Regions from separate parts of the Sus scrofa genome. Here regions 1 and 3 are each linked to region 2. Evidence: chromatin contacts called from public HiChIP or PLAC-seq data. All regions are on one chromosome and are shown on one strand. The core of a region is the stretch at or near the end of the contact, and the rest is flanking DNA. Distances in the headings are between cores, read along the strand shown.

Evidence for each region. HiChIP or PLAC-seq counts read pairs in DNA pulled down with a chosen protein or histone mark.
Region 1: an H3K27ac HiChIP or PLAC-seq map of skeletal muscle shows a contact between it and region 2. The contact joins two enhancer-like sites. A contact is called at or near these places in 2 of 2 datasets of contacts at active chromatin or transcription factors (alveolar macrophages and skeletal muscle).
Region 3: an H3K27ac HiChIP or PLAC-seq map of skeletal muscle shows a contact between it and region 2. The contact joins two enhancer-like sites. A contact is called at or near these places in 2 of 2 datasets of contacts at active chromatin or transcription factors (alveolar macrophages and skeletal muscle).

What each region holds. Positions count from the first base shown.
Region 1 is chr7:4,554,052-4,556,758 of Sscrofa11.1, forward strand. The region is part of intron 1 of RREB1 (ras-responsive element-binding protein 1); the gene reads left to right. Among named protein-coding and RNA genes, the nearest start is that of RREB1, 43 kb to the left of the region's middle. Within about 2 kb of position 1,365, at least 17 of the 83 cell types and tissues checked have an H3K27ac peak or open chromatin away from gene starts, as enhancers often do. A contact at or near this core is called in skeletal muscle, where this site is marked.
Region 2 is chr7:4,245,173-4,247,872 of Sscrofa11.1, forward strand. No RefSeq gene overlaps it. Among named protein-coding and RNA genes, the nearest start is that of LY86, 140 kb to the left of the region's middle. Within about 2 kb of position 1,324, at least 16 of the 83 cell types and tissues checked have an H3K27ac peak or open chromatin away from gene starts, as enhancers often do. A contact at or near this core is called in skeletal muscle, where this site is marked.
Region 3 is chr7:4,612,027-4,614,726 of Sscrofa11.1, forward strand. All of the region lies in intron 8 of RREB1 (ras-responsive element-binding protein 1), which reads left to right. Among named protein-coding and RNA genes, the nearest start is that of SSR1, 73 kb to the right of the region's middle. Within about 2 kb of position 1,320, at least 31 of the 83 cell types and tissues checked have an H3K27ac peak or open chromatin away from gene starts, as enhancers often do. A contact at or near this core is called in skeletal muscle, where this site is marked.

The sequences.
Region 1 (2,707 bases), core at 115-2,614, 310 kb after region 2:
TCCCCCCGGCTTTTCGATGTGTCCCGGAGCCTGCTCCGCTGAAGTCCCCGTGGAGAGGGTTCTCCAGAGAAGTGCTTTTGGCTCCTGGGACCCGGAAGGACCTGTGTGACTCTTACTACCTATTTTAAAATTTCCTCTTCCCAATTCTTTTTGTGTAATTCATAAATTTTCTAGTTTAAGTTGTTGAATTGCTCTAGATGACATTTTTGTTTCGGCTGTGCGTGTTGGGGGGGGTGGTGGCAGTTTTTTTTATAAGAGGAGCATCTTTATGATGTTTAATTCCACATAATCTGGAAGGTAGCAGACGGCAGTTCATCACCTGCGTGTTAGGTTGCAGATTTTCCTAGGTCGACTAGAAATTAGGATTTTTTTTCAACAAGTGGTTTTGTGATTACGTGGTGATGCTTTTACCATAAAGAGATCACCTTCTCCTCTTTGGGCAAAACAGGATCTTAATTTGCCTATGATTTAATACATTTGAAACCTTTTCCTTCTGGCCTGCCTTCTGGCCTGTCAAGGGATTCTGATGTCTTGTGTGCGTGTGTGTGTGCGCGCGTGCGCGCGTGCATACCTACTTTGTTTCATGGGGCTTTTGGTCTGAGTCCTTCATTGTTTACTTTTCAAGTTTTCAACGCTTCTTAGCATATTTAACTTTCCAAATTATTGGCAACTGTTACATCATGTTGCAGAGAAGAATTTTTATATCTGGTGAAAAATGGACCCAATATGGGAGGATCAAAGAAAAAACTCATCTTTTTGTTGAATCCAAGCGAATGAGAGGACGGTAGAAATCCTAGCTAACTGATTTTGTTACAATCAACACCTGGGTTTGATAGGTTGGACTGAAGACCGATGGGAAGGTGCATTTTATAACGATGATAGGAATTGTTTTAATGGGGTTCATCTAAGCTGTGCTGAATTATCAAACAAACTTTAAAACCTCAGCGGCTCAACCCACAGAATGTCGCTGCCTTTCCTGGGAAGGCCCAGCAGCTCTCTAGAATAGCTCCCTTCCAGGCACTGACCCAGAGTCCAGGCACTGACCCAGAGTCCAGGCACACACACATCCCTCCATGTTCCGCTGCCAGCAGAGAGCCAGCAGGCCGCAACTTGCTCACAGCCCATTGGTCAGAACATATCACATGATCTGCCACATGCAGAGGCGCAGGGGTGCTAGGTGGCGTGAAAGAACACGTGGGTATTCTCTGAGCCATAAACTGCTGCGCCATTCACCTTATTTTATCTCCTCCTGGCTCACTGCAGATAAATAAGCTAGGTAAGGCTTAGGCCTGCAGCACAGAATACCAGGAGTAACCGGTCCTCAGAGCAGTGCTTCTCTGAGGGCTGCAGCCTCAGACCAGCATGGGCAGCAGCACCATCACCTGGGATCTTGTTAGAAACACAAATTCTTAGGCCCCACCCCCGACCTTCTGAGTCAGAAACTGGAGGCGGGGCCCAGAAATCTGTTGCGGTTGTCGCTCTGGATGCTTGCTGCTAAAGTTTGAGAACCACCGTCTTGGGGGAACCGAATGTCTTCAGCACCTGTTGAACTGGTGGTGGATCAGCCCTAAAGTGCTGCTGTGCGCTTGTTGCTGGGCCTGCACAGCACGGGATGCTCAGTGGGAGCCGTGCTGGGAACAGCAGGCACGTGGGGCGTTTGCACGAGGTCCCAGACTGTATGTACCTGCTTCGCAGCGGCCCGCACCCCGCCTCTGCAGGTGGGGGACCTGAGGCAGAGAGGCTCTGTAACCAGGAGCAGTGCCGCCGCGGCAGAGGAGGGGAAGAGGCAGGATTCGAACCCGAGCAGTGCAGCCCCTGGCGTCCACTCCTTCCCTGTGGTGCGATGCTGCCTGCCCATCACAGGGTAGCAACCCTGTGGAAGTTTTTCCACTTTCTCCGGAATGGAGACAGTCTGCCCGAATGAGCAGGAAGCGTGGGGTGTTGGTGGCAGTGCCCCGGCGAGCTGCGCCCCCTCACCACAGCTTCATTCGTTGGTGGTTTGCGTGTGTTGTGGGCTGTGACGGCCGTGGCCAGTCCTGGGGGTGTGTGCCAGGCAGTCGTGCGGCCCAGGCGCTTAGACCCGAGCAGGGCCTGGCAGAGGCCGAACGAGGTTGCTGGTGGGAGGTGTTTGCTCAGCGGGCCCTGGGTCCGTCACACCAGGAGCACTTTCCTCCGTTAACCGGTGGGCAAGCTTTGGCCGTGAGAGTGCCCTGTTCTCAGCCCCGTCCCTTCTGAGTCTTCTTCCAGTTTCCATCATCATCTGTCTGCTAAGACGCGCCTCTGGGGCTGCTTCCACGAGGTGGTCTCAAGACGAGCTTTCTGAGTGTGAATAGACGACTGTGTCTTTTTTCCCAAGAAAATGGATAAAAGGGGTCTCCTTCCACTTGGGCAATTCAGGTCGAGTTAGATGCAATCTGATCTTTTTGAGTTTCGAGCTGATTGAAAAGGATTTTCCAAGCAGCATTGAGAACGGCTTTTCAAGCAGCTGTGTTTCCTTGCATCGTTTTCAAGTTTGTGGTGATGAACTGCATTTTCTCTCTTCCAGGTGGGTCTGTTGTGTGTGGCCGCTTAGGTGGCTCAGCTGGCCCCTGTGCTCCTTTGCTGCTCCTGTCCCTGTGCTTTAGCAGCCTAGGACTGAGCTGGTCCCCGGGCAGCCCTGCCTGTAGGTAGAGGATAAAGATAGCATCACCCCTTTCGGTTTTCGTGT
Region 2 (2,700 bases), core at 74-2,573:
AACCCACTGAGCGAGGTCACAGATCGAACCCGCAACCTCATGGTTCCTAGTCGGATTTGTTAACCACTGAGCCACAATGGGAACTCCAGAAATACTGATTTTTATAGAAAAAAATGAAAACCTGTACTGGCCTGTGAAAAATATAAAATCCAGATTTCCCCTCAATCCATCCGTGTGGAGGAACTTTTTAGGAGGCCTCCAGGCAAGTCGTGGTGTGAGATGCGCCACAGAGTTCATATTAACATACAAAACTTTCAACTGGATGAGGGCAGGAGAGAACTAACCAGAGAAAACTGAAGATACACCCTCTGCTGTTACATGCGGAAGGCTTCCTGCCAGCAGGTGTATGTGCGTTTGCATGTATATGAATATGTATATACCTGCCTATATATTATGGATGTATATGGAAGTGTGTATGTTTGTGTACACACCTGTATTATGTATTGATGTGTCTGCATGTGAGTGTATTCATGCGTATGTGTGCGTGTGTATGCATGTGTATTGTGTTCATATGCGTGTAGGTACTTGTGTGTGTACATGTGTATTCATGTGTGCATGTGTGTACATGTATATGTATGCATGTATATGTTACTATGTATCTCTGTGTACATGTGTACATGTGTGTATTGTTTGTGTGGGTGTGTATGGGTGTACGTGTGTGTGCATGTGTGTTGCATGTGCATGCACGTGTGTGCAGATGTGTGCTGCGTGTGTCTGTGTTGAGGGTCAGAGGCACAGCCCTCTTAGGTACCACATGTCTTTCGCCATCATTCCTTCCAAAACAGGAAAAAGCCTCAGGCGAGCCACGCAGGCCTCAGAAACCTTGCGCTTCTGTCTCGGGTTCCGCCTGCGGGATTACCCCAGAGCGCCGCCGAGGCCGCGAAGCCCCGGCCCGCATCACCCACGGCAGCTCGGGCCTGAAGCAGGTGTGGCAGCGACACAGGTGGTTGGTTTGTCAGGGTCAGATTGGCACATCTCTAGCCTAGGGCTCTAGGGGAACGTTTAGATGTCGTTTCAGGGGTACGGTGTTCAGCTCCCCGGCGTCAAAGGCAGGCCCCTGCACGCTTCCCTCCCACATCCTGGTCTGGTGGGAGGGGAGAGGGCAAAGGGAAGGCGAGGAAGGAGGGAGGAGGGAGGGAGGGGGGAGGGGGAGCGAGAGGGGTGGGGCAGTGGGCGGGGAGGGAATGAGGGGGGCTGTCCTGCAGCCTTTCCGACTCGCCCCAGAAACCCCTTCTCAGGCACACGGGACTCCCCCGGCCCAGCCCTGGGAATCAGCCTTGTTTACCCAGCTCAGGGCGCTCCCTTTGCAGTTGCTATAGCAACCACCAGGGGTCAGTTTATAGAAGGAGACTCAGCGCTCCAGCTCCGTGCGGAGCCCAGCTGAAAACAATAGACCGGGACACCCGGGAAGGAAGCACATTGAAAACTTTGCCAGGAGCAGAAGCATCGCTCAGAGCAGAAGATATCCCTCGGCGATGCCGCGTTTCTTCTTTGCCGCTAGAGCTATTCTAGAACAGCGGAGGGGAGAGTGGGTCTAATCATTGCATCTTCCAGATTTTCCCCTCCCACCCTCTGCCACCCTTCCGCCCCCCGGCCCTCATGGCCTGAAGGCAGATGTTAGGAGTTGAGGTAACAAGGGCCGCTGACGGGGTTCATTTAAAGTGATAACTTCATTCATATAAGGTATTCACTGAGGATCAGAGAGATCCTTACAAACTCATTTTTCCGTCTTTCTCATGGGGACGGAGGCAGCAGCCACAAGAACCGCGGGCTCATCTAGAGGTGCAAGCCAAACAAAATGGAACAGAGAGCATGCTGGGAATCTCTCAGGATGCAGGATGCTAGGATGCTGTCCAGTGAAGACTTTCCAGCTCTAACCCGACTAGCCAACCAGATCTAGCAAATTTTAAAAGTACAGGGTGCCCAATTAAATGAGATTTTCAGATAAACAACAAATGGATTTTTACAAGCCTATCCCACGAAATCTTTGGGCTATCTATAGCGGAAGCTGAATTTAACCCAACCCTATTCTAATCCTCCTCATTACCGCTGCCTCCGGGAAAAAAAGCACGACACGTGAGTTCGTCCTCTGCGGCCAATCATGTGCCAGATCACCGTTTAGGGTGATCTGATCCTTGGACTATCCTGCCGACAGTGGAAAAATGAAAAGGCATTGTTTACCTGAACGTAAATAGTACACCAGAGGCAGGTCAACTGCCCATGGGCGGGCGAGGCTCCTGACCGTCGTCCCTCAGATCTAAACACCTGCTCTAGGAGTTTGATGGCTCAAAAGGAAAGAATCCAGTGCTGGTATGACTTTGACTTTTTCACAAAGTGTAAAAGTCAGCTTCCTAAAGAATAATGGTTCTTATTTCTTTGACAGGAAAAGCATTTTTTTTTCTTGGCCGTGGCCATGATCCCTCGGAAGTTCCTGGCTCAGGGATTGAACCCCTATCACACCAGCAACCGGAGCCACTGCAGTGACAACACCAGACCCTTAACCTGCTAGGCTGCCAGGGAACTCCAGGAAAAGCATTTTTAATGAGTTTTTTGTTTGTTTGTTTTTGTTTTGCCCAGGAATAAATGACTTTGGCTTCCCAGTGTTAGGCGGGGGAAACTGGAGTGGAAAAGACACTCAGGGGAGCTGGTAGGCGGTCTCTGTCCATGGGGTCCTCTGTGGTTTGGGGGCCTGGGCACTCA
Region 3 (2,700 bases), core at 70-2,569, 370 kb after region 2:
TGTTTCAGTTAAATTATTTCAATAATTTAAAAATTATTTCAGTTAAACTGCATCTGGCAAATGAATGAACGCTTGTTGTGCGCCAGGCGCTTGACCAGACTTAAGAGAAAAGCAGTGACGGTGGAGACAGGGCCCCTTAAGGGCCGTCAGAAAACAGTGAGTGAGCCATTCTCGCGGAGTGAAGGGGGTCAGGCTGAGGCCAGGTGGGCCGGTGGCCTGCTGTCCAAGCTTGGCTGGCAGGCCGAAAGCTGCCCTTGGCATTTTACCCCCGATGCCGTGGCGCCCCCATGTGCTTGCCCGGCTCAGGGCCTCTGCCCCATCCGACGGGATCCTGGATGTTTGTGAGACAGACACCCCTAAATCTGCAGTGGGAGTTCGTGCCAGGGGAACCTGGTGGGCTCTGCAGGGGCAGCTCCCTGTGCCGCCAGGGTGGGGGAGAGGTGCCAGAACCTTCTTCCTCTGGAGTCTCCGGTGCTCCGAGGAGTGTTCGGCTCCCTTCACTGCACCCCGCTGCCTCTGCCCCGCCCCCGCCCGTCATCTGCAGGGGACCCTAACAGAGATTCCCATGGCGCTGGTCCCGTGCTTGTTAAATGTCAACCTAAAAATAGGGAGAGGGCATGACAAAATCCTCGTCAGCATCTCAAATTTAAGAGTCCCTGGGTCTCCAAGGCTCAGCCAGGTGGAGCAGATTGGAAACGATGCTGGGGGCTGAGCGAGGGGAGGGCATGTGCCCTTCCGTAGCCGGAAGCCGGAGGCACCTTGGGCAGGGTTGCCCCCTCCCTATCCTGCCCACGGCCCCTCCGAGACTCGGCTCCTGGGCTCCCGCCAGCCCACCCGCAGAGCAGCCCCTGGACCTGCCCCGCTTCACACCACGCCGCTTCGGTGGAACAGCCCGGGCAGGGCGTCAGGACGCGGTGTGCAGCCCGGCGGATTCCTGGGCGTGGGGAGGGCAGGCCGCTGCGGGCCAGGGCCCTGTCACAGGGCCATCACTGTTGCTCCTGGCAACTGGGAGAGATTAGTGCAGCTGCTGGATGTCAGTTCTCTGGCTGGGCCTGGAGGGAGGGCAGGGGTGGGCAGGGGGAGAGGAATGTCTGAACTGGGTGGGGCCCCGACCAGAGGTTGTTTGCACTCACCCCTCCTTGCCTCTGGAGACAGAACAGGGAAAACGAAGCATGAAATCCCTTTAAAAAAGGAATGTCAGTCCCTCGGTTAAAACGCTATAATGAGTAAGAAATTCAGTCTCCTGAGGAAGTAGTCAGGGTGCCTGCCGCCTTCTTAGCTTCTGAGGACAGGGCCAGAGTGCTACAAAGACGGCAGGCCTCGAGGATGTGACACGGGCGTGGCAGGAGCTGGGCTGCCCGCAGCACTGGTCCTCTGAAGGACAGCCCAGCGGTGGAGGGAGGGCAGCCAGCTCCAGCCTTGCCTGAGCCTGGCATCTCCGTGACCCTGGGCTCCGTCCCCCCACCTGGAAGATGGGCGTGGGGACGCGTGAGGATGAAGGGCATGCCCCAGTCCTCCGACTGTGACAAACACTCCGTGAACCTTTCCCTGATGCTGTTATTTGAACGTGGGTCTTGTTTAGTGTGTTCAGCCTTGCAACACTTAAGTTAGGGGTTCGTGTCCCTCGCTGGGAACCCCTTCCAGTGAAACGGAGAAGGAACTGGGTGCTCTTCCCGTGGCAGAACTTGGGAACGGGTCGGCCCTTAGTCCCTGTTATAAGGCGGCACTCCTACTTCCGCTTTCGTAAAGATGGGGTAACTGAATGGCTGTTTAGACGTGGGTTGACTCCTGCCTCCCAGAGGCTGGGATCCCGGCTGTGCGGAAACCCAGACCTCCCGAAGCCTGGCAGCACCTGACACCTTTACACGCTGGGACGGCAGGTCCTCTCCCTTAGCTTGTGGGGAAAGCTGAGATTCTGAAGAAGTGTTTCCTGAGATTTGGAACTTGCCACAGCAGTCTTTCAGAAGTGCGTTTAGCATAATGAAACAGAGCAGTTTTCTTTAACCCTTTCTCGGTGACAGGATCGTGTGCCTGGCCCTCAGCTTGACAGGAGGATGTGAAAATCAGGCGCCCCAGGGAGCAGGGGGTCTCTTTGGATTGCTCTTCAGCGTTTTACCTTGTTCTGGAGGGTCAGGACCCCCAGATGAGCCCAGGGGCACTGTAGCAACCTGGGGGGAGCTACGCCCAGAACTGTGGACCCTCAAGGTTTAAAATATTTTTTCTCTCAGATTTTTGGTGGCCTTGTTTTCTGTCTCTGTAGGTCACCCGCTGGCGACTCCGCCTCCACCTTTCTCTTGGCCTGACTCGCAGTCTGTGTGCGCGGTCACCACCCGTCGCAGGTCCTCGGCACGGTTATTGGGGAAACCGCTCCATTTGTGGTTACCCGTTCCTTGTTTCCTGGCCGGGGCCGGTTAAGTCACTGTCAGCCCTGCTGGGAGTTGCCCCGCGGACGGCTTCTTCCTCCGCCCTCGTCCCTGCAGAGTGCCCACGCCACGCCACAATCGCCACGCCACAATCGTGTGTTTATCACACCACGTTTCTACCCCAGCCCAGAGCCATGAGCTGTCCTCTAAAAATTAGTAACAAGGCCGGACGGAGTGTCCCTTACAGGCACGTGATGCAAAAGGACGGCTCTGCGGCGTCCATCCCCACGGGGCGGGCCCTGGTTCAGGGACTTGAAGAGCCTAACTTTTGGGGTTT